Regions from separate parts of the Mus musculus genome. Here all the other regions are linked to region 2. A link is a contact called in public HiChIP or PLAC-seq and capture Hi-C data. All regions are on one chromosome and are shown on one strand. Each heading gives the region's core, a stretch centred on a gene start, on an enhancer-like site or on the middle of the called end of the contact. The rest is flanking DNA. Distances are from core to core; before and after follow the strand shown.

Evidence for each region. HiChIP or PLAC-seq counts read pairs in DNA pulled down with a chosen protein or histone mark. Capture Hi-C pulls out chosen DNA fragments and counts their contacts.
Region 1: an H3K27ac HiChIP or PLAC-seq map of T-cell acute lymphoblastic leukemia shows a contact between it and region 2, with 2.8 times the contacts expected there. The contact joins the enhancer-like site here to the promoter of Cyp4f14 in region 2. A contact is called at or near these places in 2 of 39 promoter capture datasets (hematopoietic stem and progenitor cells and hippocampal neurons), 1 of 484 Hi-C or Micro-C datasets (the Ba/F3 cell line), 2 of 115 datasets of contacts at active chromatin or transcription factors (T-cell acute lymphoblastic leukemia and bone marrow-derived macrophages) and 1 of 9 other capture datasets (macrophages).
Region 3: an HNF4G HiChIP or PLAC-seq map of pancreatic cancer cells shows a contact between it and region 2. The contact joins the promoter of Adamts10 here to the promoter of Cyp4f14 in region 2. A contact is called at or near these places in 12 of 39 promoter capture datasets (the 3T3-L1 cell line, the C10 cell line, HPC-7-derived erythroid cells and 8 more), 3 of 115 datasets of contacts at active chromatin or transcription factors (embryonic stem cells and pancreatic cancer cells) and 2 of 9 other capture datasets (embryonic stem cells and pancreatic islet).
Region 4: a capture Hi-C map of embryonic stem cells shows a contact between it and region 2, with 2.3 times the contacts expected there. The contact joins the promoter of Wiz here to the promoter of Cyp4f14 in region 2. A contact is called at or near these places in 4 of 115 datasets of contacts at active chromatin or transcription factors (bone marrow-derived macrophages, embryonic stem cells and pancreatic cancer cells) and 1 of 9 other capture datasets (embryonic stem cells).

The regions. Positions count from the first base shown.
Region 1 is chr17:33,482,950-33,485,649 of GRCm38.p6, reverse strand. No RefSeq gene overlaps it. Among named protein-coding and RNA genes, the nearest start is that of Adamts10, 40 kb to the left of the region's middle. Within about 2 kb of position 1,424, at least 44 of the 459 cell types and tissues checked have an H3K27ac peak or open chromatin away from gene starts, as enhancers often do. A contact at or near this core is called in T-cell acute lymphoblastic leukemia, where this site is marked.
Region 2 is chr17:32,916,064-32,918,763 of GRCm38.p6, reverse strand. It overlaps Cyp4f14 (cytochrome P450, family 4, subfamily f, polypeptide 14), which reads left to right and starts at 1,422. Exons shown (of 13, transcript NM_001204335.1): 1 at 1,422-1,619; 2 at 1,875-2,076. The coding sequence starts at 1,879.
Region 3 is chr17:33,522,818-33,525,517 of GRCm38.p6, reverse strand. Adamts10 (a disintegrin-like and metallopeptidase (reprolysin type) with thrombospondin type 1 motif, 10) reads right to left here and starts at 1,433. Exons shown (of 25, transcript NM_172619.4): 1 at 1,260-1,433.
Region 4 is chr17:32,386,520-32,389,219 of GRCm38.p6, reverse strand. It overlaps Wiz (widely-interspaced zinc finger motifs), which reads left to right and starts at 1,403. Exons shown (of 11, transcript NM_001372227.1): 1 at 1,403-1,647. The coding sequence starts at 1,461.

The DNA.
Region 1 (2,700 bases), core at 175-2,674, 570 kb before region 2:
GTCCTTTGACCTCTACGTGCATTCATATACCTCCTCCAGCTCCCCCACATATAATAAGAAATTTGACGCAAGCTCAAAAGGAAACAAATCAATGGGTTTCATTGTGATATTTACATGCCAATAATCCTGGGATATATATCCCATTGTCCTCAACCCTCAAAGTTCCCCCTTCTACTTTTATGCCATGTATATGTCTAAATCCAGAGTCCATGTGTGAGGGGAGGCATGCTGAATAGGTGTTTCTCTTTCTGAGTCTTGCTTAGTTTTCTCTTTCTGTGCTTCTTTGTGTGGGATGTATAGTGAATGCATGGAGGCTGGGGGATGGCCTTGGGTGTCCTTCTCTGTCACTCTCTGCATTATTCATTCAACAGGGTCTCTTGCTGAATCTGGAGCATGTACAAGGTTAGCCCTAACCATTAACTCTTGTCCTGGTGCTTGCTCACCAAGCACACTTGCCCACTAAGCCATCTCTCTGCTTCTGCCTATTTTGCTTAGCTTGACAATCTCTAGTTGAACTATTTCCTATAAGTGACTCTATTTTTTTCTTTTCTATAAATTAATAAATGCATTTATTGCTGGCTATGGTGATGCAGACCTTTAATCTCATTAGTCCGGAGACAGAGACAGGTTGATCTCTGTGAGTTCAAGGCCAGCCTGTTCTATATAGCCAGTTTTAGGCTAGCCAGAATCAGATATTGTCTCAAAAAAATGAAACACTCCCCCACCAATGAAACAAGACAAAACAAAAATGGAAATATCCTAGCATTAGGAGGCAGGAAGACTTTAGTCTGATTCCCCAGTAAAACGTTTGTACCTATAACCCCTGTGTGGTGAGGTGGAGGCAGGAGGATTGCTTGGGCTTGTTGTTCACCTACAAAGCAGAAAAATGATGTGTTCTGTGATCTGTGATGTGATAGACTCTGTCTCAAGAGAATCAGATGGGAAGCGATAGAGAAGGGCACAGGCATGCACCTGAACAAATATGTATACATACATAATACAATGCACGCACATGTGCATGCGCACGCGTGTGCGCGCACATACACACACACTCTCTCTCTCACACACTTTAAAAGCAAAAGAAAAATAAGCTACAAAACCAAGACTAAGGGAGATAGCTGGGTACTAACCAGAGTGCTTGCCTGGAATGCGAGAGTTCTGGTTTAAATCTCAGCACTGCGATAAATAAGGAACTGAGTATTACTTTGGTGGTAGGCTGAGCACTGCCTGGCTTCAGGATAACTCTTGCACCAATTCTGTGCCCACTTAATAGGTACAGTAATGGAGGCTCTATCCAGAAAAGGCTCGTGTTCAAGTGTGCCACTGACAAGGCAGGGATTGGAACGTTAAATCTTGCCCACCCCCACTTCCTGCCCACCAGCCTGTTCCTGGCACCTACGACTCCAGCTGGGCTTGTGGGTTGGGCATAGGCGGTACCAACTTCCGGCCTCTGGGTTGTAGTGGTGGGGTGAGGGCAGGGAGGGAGGAGAGGAGGAGGTGGGTCGTTCCAGGTCTCACAGTGCTTTGCATTTTCCTCTAGAAATCTAAGTTCCCACCAAGGCCTCTCAGTTTTAGAGATTGGGTTTTGATGAGGGCTTCTGTGAAGCCTGGGGCTCACTCATTGTGAGAGTGTAGGGCCCTGAGCTTCTATCAAGGCTCACTGAACCTTGTGAGAGTGCAATGTCTCGGGGCTCTGAGGCTTTTCCAGGGAATGGGCTGGGCTGTTCACCGCCGTGAGAACAACCTTGTGGCTCCCCTATCTTCAGCCACCCTTCTGAATCAGAAAAGATCCACATAGGTCAGTGAAGGGATGCCTTTTTCAACCCCGTTTCCATGAATCTGACGGGGAGTCATGCTAGACACCAACCCTCCTGGTACCCTTGCTGTGAAGGCAGCTATTGATCTCTTAAAATCGTTAACCTCTGTTGGCTTTAGTGAGTTGTGCTGGGAGAATCTTCCAGACCCTGAAAGCAATGTTCACCTGCATCGAAACCCACCCAACAATCACACAGAGACCTCTCTTCTCTAAATATTTCATGCCTCCGGTATTTATTCTAGTGTCTATGCCGTAGATCTGTGGAGATGGAGGACAGACTCAGGGTGAGGCTGAGGTGACAGCTAAAGTAGACTACTCCCTTGGAGTCCAGAATAGGTACTCGGGTACCATCCATAGAAGGAGATATTTAAGCTGAGATTAAATAAAAACATTTAAATTATTGATTATTTTGTGTATGCATGTATGCATACTTATGTATGTATATGGAAGATTTATTTGAGTATGTACTTGTACACGTGGAGGTCGATATCAAGAGTTTTTCCTCCCTCCTTCCAGTATATTTTCTATATAAAAACTACATTTATTTATTTATTATTGTGGTGTGTGTATGTATGGTGTTATGCAAATGTCATGGCAAGTGTGCAACAATGCTTGTGTGGAGATCAGAGGAGAATTTGTGGGTCTCAGGGTTTCAGGCTTGATAACAAATGCCTTTACCTGCTAAACCATCTTGCCAGCTCTCCATATTGTTTTTGAGGTAAGGTCTCTCAAACTCTGACCTAGAGTTCTGACAAGTTGGCTATACTGGCTGCCCAGAGGGCACCAGGGGTCCTTAAGAGTCCATCTCCCATGCTGAGGCTATGGACACATACTACCAAGCTGGGATCCCCCAGGGCTGAGGCTATGGACACACAGTACCAAGC
Region 2 (2,700 bases), core at 173-2,672:
TCCCTGGAGGTGCTTGTTCTCCTCTGAGCTCTTGTAAAAGATAAGTTAGAAGGATGGGGTTGTAGCCCAGTTTATACAGTGCTTGCCTAGCATAGAAGAGGGCCCTAGGCTTAATCTCCAGTTCCACATAGACTGAGGATAGTGTAGCACACTTGTAACTCCAGCACTCAGGCTTGGAATTATGAGTTTTCAAAGTTTAAGTCATCCTTAGCAACATAGCATTAGACACTGTCTCCAAACTCAAAATACATAAATTAACGATCATAAAGAAGAATAAATATTAACTAAAGTGCTATTTGGAAAAGCGTTATTTTCTATTTAAGAAAAGGAAGGTGGTGGTGCATGTCTTTAATTCAAGAATTCGGGAAGCAGAGGCAGGTAGATCTCTGTGAGATCAAGGCCATCCTGATCTATAGAGCAAGTTCCAGAACAGCCAGGGTTGCTCACAGAAACTGTCTGAAAAAGATCAGAAAGAAAGGAAAGGGAAAGACTAAGAAAGAAGGAAGGAAGGAAGGAAGGAAGGAAGGAAGGAAGGAAGGAAGGAAGGAAGGAAGGAAAGAAACTAGAGAGATGACTAAGCAGTTAGAGTGTTTGCTACTCTTCAAGAGGATCAGTTTCACTCACCCATCCATATCAGGTGGCTCACAACCACCTGTAACTCCAGCTATAGGGGAGCAGATTTCCTATTCTGGCTTTCACTGGCATAGGGGTACATGCACGCACACACACACACACACACACACACACACACACACACACACACACACACACACACAGAGGAACAGCTTCATCTCCCCCTGGATGTCACCTCTTCAGGGTCTCTCTCAACCCTACAGGACTCCCCTACTTGGTGCCCTTTCCAGCTCTAACCATCCCAATCTCACTGCATTCTTGATCTTTAATATTGGACCTGAAAATCCCAACTGGGGATCATTCTTTGTTTCTGCTTCTAAAAGTACTGCTGAGGAGACTGGACTTGAAATCCACCAGGCTGAGCAGCTGGTGGGCAGGCTCCAATCCCATAGCCTTCTAATGCTCTACTGAAAATTGGTGCCTGCCATCCTCACAACCCATTTCGACAAGAGCTCAGGAGATGATTGGGAACCAGGTTGGCCACATCCTGATCACCAACCTTGTAGATTCCAAAGTTCACCCTTTTACTTAGTGTACCACGCCCTTGGAGGAGCAGGGATGCTGGGAATACATAACCCAGAGCCAACCTTGTCTCACCATAGTCCTAAGATTCAGATGTCCGTGTTTTTGCAAGCCTATGACAATTCTCCTTTGCGGCAGGCTGATCCTACCCCCATCTTGGCCACTTTCCCAGGCAAGGAGGAGGCATCCAGGCTAGGCAGGGATTGGCTGGCATAGAATGGCCCACCCTCCAAGCATCAAGAAGCAAGGGATAAAAGAGTCCCAGAGGAGAGGGAAGGTATGGTAGATGCCTGTTCCTGAGAGGAGGTGCCAGGCTGGGGGTGGTTATATTTTAGGGACCTAGCCTGGAACAGGGAGGGTAAAACTCAAGGCCAGGCCAGGGCAGAAGGCCAGCTGACCAAGCAAGAATGCCACAGGGAGCCAGCTGGCCTTGGGGATAGTAGTTTCTGAATAACTGAAGCCTGGTTAGTTTTGCATAATTTAGGGAGGTATTAACTCCAATCAATCTCTCTGCTCCTTCTTGCTTTGCTAGCTCTGGTTATTCCCCTCACCAGCATACCCCTCCTCCCCCTATTCATCTTCTTCTCCACTCCTGTACCTCTTCACCCAACATTTCCTTGGTTCTCAAGTCTCCTTTCTGCTCTATCCTCTGTCCAGTGTCTTGAGATTATTGTCCCTTTCCGGGACCTCAGTTACTCACTGCACATTTATTCACCCAGCAGGATGTCACAGCTGAGCCTGTCCTGGTTGGGACTGGGGCCCGAGGTGGCCTTCCCATGGAAGACCCTGCTACTGCTTGGGGCCTCCTGGATCCTGGCCCGGATTCTGATCCAGATCTATGCTGCCTATAGGAACTATCGTCACCTCCATGGCTTCCCTCAGCCCCCCAAACGGAACTGGCTTATGGGTCACGTGGGCATGGTAAGAATGGCAGGATGGGTGGGAGTGTCAAAGTGGACAGACTTTCGAGGGACCAGGAATGGGACTCGGAGTGATGGAGAAGGTTAGGTGATATTGACCTTTGGTGTGTCTTTCCAAGCCTTTCTCACCCCCTGTACTCTCACCATAGGCTGCTCTGGTATTTCTATCTTTCTCTCACTGAAGGATGCAGAGAGATTCTCATGGTGGGATATACAGAGTGAGAACTCCTGGCATTTCCTCAGTCTGCTGTTGGATTTGAGGTTCCAGAAGGACTGCGACTGTTTCTTTCCCTTTGTGTGAGCCCATCTCTGTCCTGTGGTTTTCTAGTATTGATCTTTGATCTCTCTCCTACACTGCACATAGGTGGGGCCCAGCTGGGCTACAGCAGAGCTGCAAGCTGACTTCCCACTGCCCCCTCCCTGGGCCACTTCCTCCTTCTCATGCTTTCCTTCCCTAAGATAGACAGTGGGTCCTGCCTTGCTACCTGGATAAAAGCTGTCCTTCACCCTCCCATGAACCTTCCTTTACCCCACCCTTTACTCCATACTATGGACTTTGATTTATATCTGCTCTTCCACTTAGGTGGCTTAGCCCTAGGTATTTTGCTTGCAAATGGCTCAATGT
Region 3 (2,700 bases), core at 184-2,683, 610 kb before region 2:
TGTGTGTGTGTGTGTGTACCTAGGCTTGGCCCCTGTCCCCCAGGCCCCTCCTCTGGCAGGCTGCAGGGAGGCCACTAGCCTGGGGGAAGGGCACAAGTGCTGGAAGAGGGAAAAGCCTCCCGGGAATGTGTGTGGCTCCATCACATCCTGGGGATCCTATAGGGACCAGCACTCCACACCTAGACTTTTGTAGGCTGTGCGGGAAACCCAGCTAAAGAGGTGGAGGCTTCTCAGTGGAGGACAGAGCTTCTTTGGCCAGGCATAGGCAGCCATCAGCCTGAGGCAGCAGGCTTCCTCCAGGCGCTGCACATCTGGCCTGGCTGCTGTGAGCACACAGACAAAAGGACCAGCCAGAGGGGAGGCCTAAGGGGAGGGGCTGCACAGGTCACCACTCCCATTACCACCAACCAGCTGTTAATTAAAGTGTGTCTCCCCCTGGTAGGGAGGCTCCTTGCTTCAGAGTTCTGTGGCATAGATGACCATCTGAGGGGAAGTAGCAGCCCCAGCTCCACTCTCACAGGCAGACACACAAACAAACACAATCACACTCTATAGGGCAACCCACACTTGAATAGCAGGAAGGCCTGGTTCACTAAACCCAAACACACACAACTACATACCTCCACACCTATGTATACAGAAACACATATTTCCACATGGACACCCAGACAGCCCATAAACCCAGACAAACAGGCCTATGTGCACAGTTACACAGTCCAAGACAAGCCACAAGCCTAGCAGCCTATACACGCTCATTTAACACAGAAAGTTAACACACACACATGCACAAGTTTACACATTCATAGCAGGGGGAACTAAGAAATTCTACAAACTCAGACACATATGCATGCAGGCATTTCCACTAATAACACTCCTGAGAAACGCAAATATTCAGAGACAGACACACTTGGCATTTACATGCACGAGAGGCATTTTTCTTACCCTCACTTAGGCAAACACTCAACACACCTCAACAGTCTGCCCACACAGTCGCTCCCAGATGCTGAAAGCCATAAGGTCATACAATCCGCAGAAGCACAACCATTTGGATACGTGGCTGACCTCGACCCCCGCCCCAAACCTGAGCCAACCCAAACAGGCAGTCTGTATCTGCAACACTTAGGGACATTCGGCACCAACACAGCACTCGCACAACGGGATCCGTCCAGCACATCTTGTCCCCGAGACACACAAAGTCACTTATAATCACTGCATTCCGGTGACTGCGCCGCCCAACTGGGTCCCCAGATCGCCAGTACCTGCGTGCCTGGAGCCTTCGGTCCGCTGTAGACGCACAGACTCACCGCCCGGCGCACAGGAAGGGAGGGAGCAAGCGCCCGGTGGCGTGGCCGGGGGAGGGGGCGCGGGAAGGCACTCACTTCCTGAGCAGCCTGCCAGGGTTATTAAAAAAAAAGAAAAACCAAAAAAAAAAACCCAAACCCCGCCCGCCGCTGCTGCTGCTTCCGCCGCCGCCGCCGCCCAGGGCCTCAGGCTGGACCCAAGCCAAGGACCCCGGAGCCCGGATTACCCCGCCTCGCGAAGGGCGCCCGTGTGGGTGGAGATGCTGAGGAGGAATTTGGGATGGGAGTTGGAGAAGGTTGGGGGGGGGGGTACGGGAGAGGGGAGGCTGGGGGCGGAGATAGAAGAAGGCAGGGGGTGTGAAGGGACAGAGGTGGAGAGTGGGGGAGGAGTGGACGCACACAGTAGGGGGATGGGGGGGAGGACGGAAAGGAGGGGTTAGGCGGGAAATTGTGAGGGAGGAAAGTTTGAATAGAAAGAGGTGGAGGAGATGGGGGTCCTGGAGAAAGGGGCAAAATTGAGTTGGGGGCTAGCGAGGGGGTTGAGACAAGGGGAGAGCCCAGTGCCTTGCCTCCGTTAGCCGAGTCAACAACAGCTGTTATTTATTGAGGGCTGGTCCTTGCTCAAGCAAACATTTATTGGGCGCCTCTCCGTGTGCCAGGCATGGTGCCCGAGGCTGAGTGAATAAATCTGAGTTGGGTCCCAGCCTTCACAAAGCTCCGGTCCGGGGGCTTTGATCTGCTTTGGCTCTGCTTTTGAGTTCACTTGCTTTAACTCTCTAGCAGTGAAGAGGACCTAGTCAGTTCCATTTTACAGATGTGAAAACTAAGTCCAGCCAGGGGGGCGTCATGATCATCTTTGGGACACAGTGTTTAAATCTACGAGGAGTTTGTACATGCAGGAGATGACCAGTGCAGTGGAGCAAAGCTGGGATTCCAACCAGCTTCAATCCAGGCCTGATTGTGGGAGTGTTCTACACCATTACCCCTGGTCTCAGAATTCCAAGATTGGCCCCCACAGTGGGCTTTGGCCTTGGCCTTGACCGACTCTGATTCTAGGTTTTCTTATCCTTAGAAATGGGGTAATGACAGCCTTTGTAGGGAGCAGGGGAGGAAGAGGGGTGGTTGTGGGAGGGAGCAGGAGAGTTTCAACCACAAACATTCCCTCTGTTCTGAGTTCAGCTAGGGATACAGGTAGTTCTCTGTCTCTACGTTGAACTTAGTCTTGAACTTGGAAATGGCATGTTAAGGGCTCATGCACTGTACGAAAAATTCCTATGGTGCCCGAACCCTCCTGCCCGGACCCAACTTCTCTGGACACCCTGCCAGACCAGAGGGGCTGTTAACTTTTACATACTGCAATCCCTAGAACCCATACCCACCCCTGGCCTCCACTAACCGA
Region 4 (2,700 bases), core at 154-2,653, 530 kb after region 2:
GAGCTGGAGCAGGGAGGGGAGGCCTGGGCCCGGTCGGGCCGGGCGGGACCCCCTGGGGCGGGGGAGGGGCGGGGCCTGCAGGGGCGGGGCCTGCAGGGGGCGGGGCTGTACAGGTGGGGGGAGGATCGGGGGTCTCGAGGCAGGTGTCTCCCCCCCCACCTCAGCTCGTCCCGCGGGGTCTCCCGCCCCGAGGTGCACGGGCGAAGGGCGCATCCTGGGGACCCTGGCTTCCCCGCAGGGTGCGTCCGCGCAGCGCCGCCCCTACCTCTGCGACCCCTGCGGGAGGTGGGGTAGGGAACGACCATCTGGACTGGAGCCCCCTCCCCAAGCTGCCAAAGTGCTCCGAAGTTGCGGTCCTGCCCGATCCCCGCCAGCAGTGCCTACCCGAGTGGGCACCCGCAGGTGCTTTCTCCAGGCCTGGGCAGGGACCCCTCCAGCCAAGACTGTCAACCCACCCTGTGTAGGGCCCCCCGGGAGCGCCCAGGCCCTCGAGGGCAACGCCTGCTACCAGGCCTGGAGCCCCGGCCCCGCCCCGGTTGCCTGGGCCGGGCCTCACCACCATCTCCCTGGGGAGAGCGCCTCATTCCTGCCCTTCACTTTCTGCTCTACCTTGAAGGTATTTATAGGTGGAGAGGACAATCGCCCTCCTCCCCCCCAGGGTCCTTATTTCTGAAACAGGAGCCCCATCGGTCCTTTTCATCCTCGGGCCAGAACAACCAATATCGGTGGAGGATGCAAGCAATACTATTGGAAGGTGGCAGGGTGGAGGAGCCCAGGCTTGGTATGCATGAGAGATCATGCTAAGAGAAGGGAAAGGGTTAATGGTGGGGTCACTTGAGCGTGTGGAGAGGCTAAGGGGTTAATAACCCTACATTCCTGGGTAGGGAGAAGGATGTGAATGTTGGAAAAGTGTAGGGGTAATTGATACGGGGCAACAGAAGTGAGTAAAGTATAAGGGCAAAGATGGGGGCCCTCGAGACCCTGCACTGGGGAGAGAGCGGGGACCCTGGAAACTGGAGGCATGGCTGTAGGTTATGCAGTCACAGGAAAGCAGCTGGACACGGTGAAGCTGTGAGTGAGCCATGGGAGGAATAGGTGGAGGTGGAAGGAGTGATGAGGGAGGGCTGAGGTGACTGAATGTGCGTGTGTAACTGTGGTGAATGGAGGCTGTGAAGAAGCTGGGGAAAGAGAACGCTTTAGTGTACTGAGACTCGCTCCCAGTAGAGGTGATTGGATTATAATAGGAGTGAATGGAACCTCAACACCACTTAACCCCTCACTTCAACTAAGAGACAAACTGAGGCCATAGGCTTTGAAGGAGAGGACTAGGGTTCTGAGAGAGGGGAGAACAAACAGAATTCTCTTCTTACTCTCTTAAGGTCTTCCTTGTCTTTGTCTCCAGGCCCACAATGTCCTGCTGAACCTGCCAGGTACTGAGTGAAGATTCACGGCTGGCACCCATGGAGGGGTTACTGGCAGGTGGCCTGGCTGCCCCGGATCATCCTCGAGGCCCCGCTCCAAGAGAGGACATCGAGAGTGGGGCTGAGGCTGCTGAGGGGGAAGGTGATATCTTTCCATCTTCTCATTACCTGCCAATCACCAAAGAAGGCCCTCGAGACATTCTGGATGGCAGAAGTGGCATTTCTGGTAAGAGGGCTCTGTGGCCCTAAAGAAGCTTCCCACTTGGTCCCCCAGGCCCAGAGAGAGTCAGGTCACCCCACCCAGCAGGGGCTGAGTTGCAATTGGAATTCTGTTCGATGCACATAGCCTCCTTTAGTGCTCCACGTACCGCTTTTCAGTTTGCCCTTATGAAAACAGATGTCTTGGGAGCCCATGACTGGATGTAAGAAACTGGGATTCATACTTGTAGTGTCCTGGCTTTCCTCTCTAAGCTGGACACCAGCTGTATCCAAATCCCATGTCAGTACCCTGAGCTCTTTGCCCAAAGCCCACTTGTTCCTTCTTGCAGTCTTGATGGAGTGGAGCTCCTGAGCGAGTGCCCTCTAGTGGTAAGGTAAAGTCTGGGGAGATTCGAGTTGCCTCTTTCCATCTTGATTTACCCCATACAAGGCTAGCTCACACTGTCCCCACCTCACAATTTGTTGTTCGTTTATTAAACACTGAGCACCTGCTGTGCCACTTTCTGTTCTGGGTGCTGGGGAAATAATCATAAAGAGACAAAAGTCCCTGTCCTCCAGGGGTTGGCATTCCAGAAGGGAAGGTGGACAAGGAACGACTGAGCAGATGTCATAAGGGCAGGTTATGCAGGCTATGCAGATATTAAACTGAGTGCCAGGACCATGGCTGGGCGCTCCAGGAAAAGCCACCTGACACAGTGGTGTTTGAGGCACAGCACAGAATGAGTGGTGGGACGTGCCCAGCAGGTGGCGGGACAGCATGGGCAAAGGCCCTGCAGAGGGGAGGAGCCTGGTATGTTTAAGGACTTAACAGGAATCTGGTGTGGCTGGTCCCCCAAAACTTGGCCTTCTAATAAATTCCGAGCACCTCTTCTGTGGTTCCTACATGCCAAGTTCTTTGTCTTCTCAATTCACATCATACTTAGAACCTTTGTCGGAAGAGCCTCCGTTATTTAGTATCTCATGTTAGGAATGGGAAATTCAAAACCCTGAGGGGTGAAGTCAGTAGTGTGGCCTTACACCCCTCTTCCTTCTTTGTTTTATTCTGTTCTTTATAGAACTG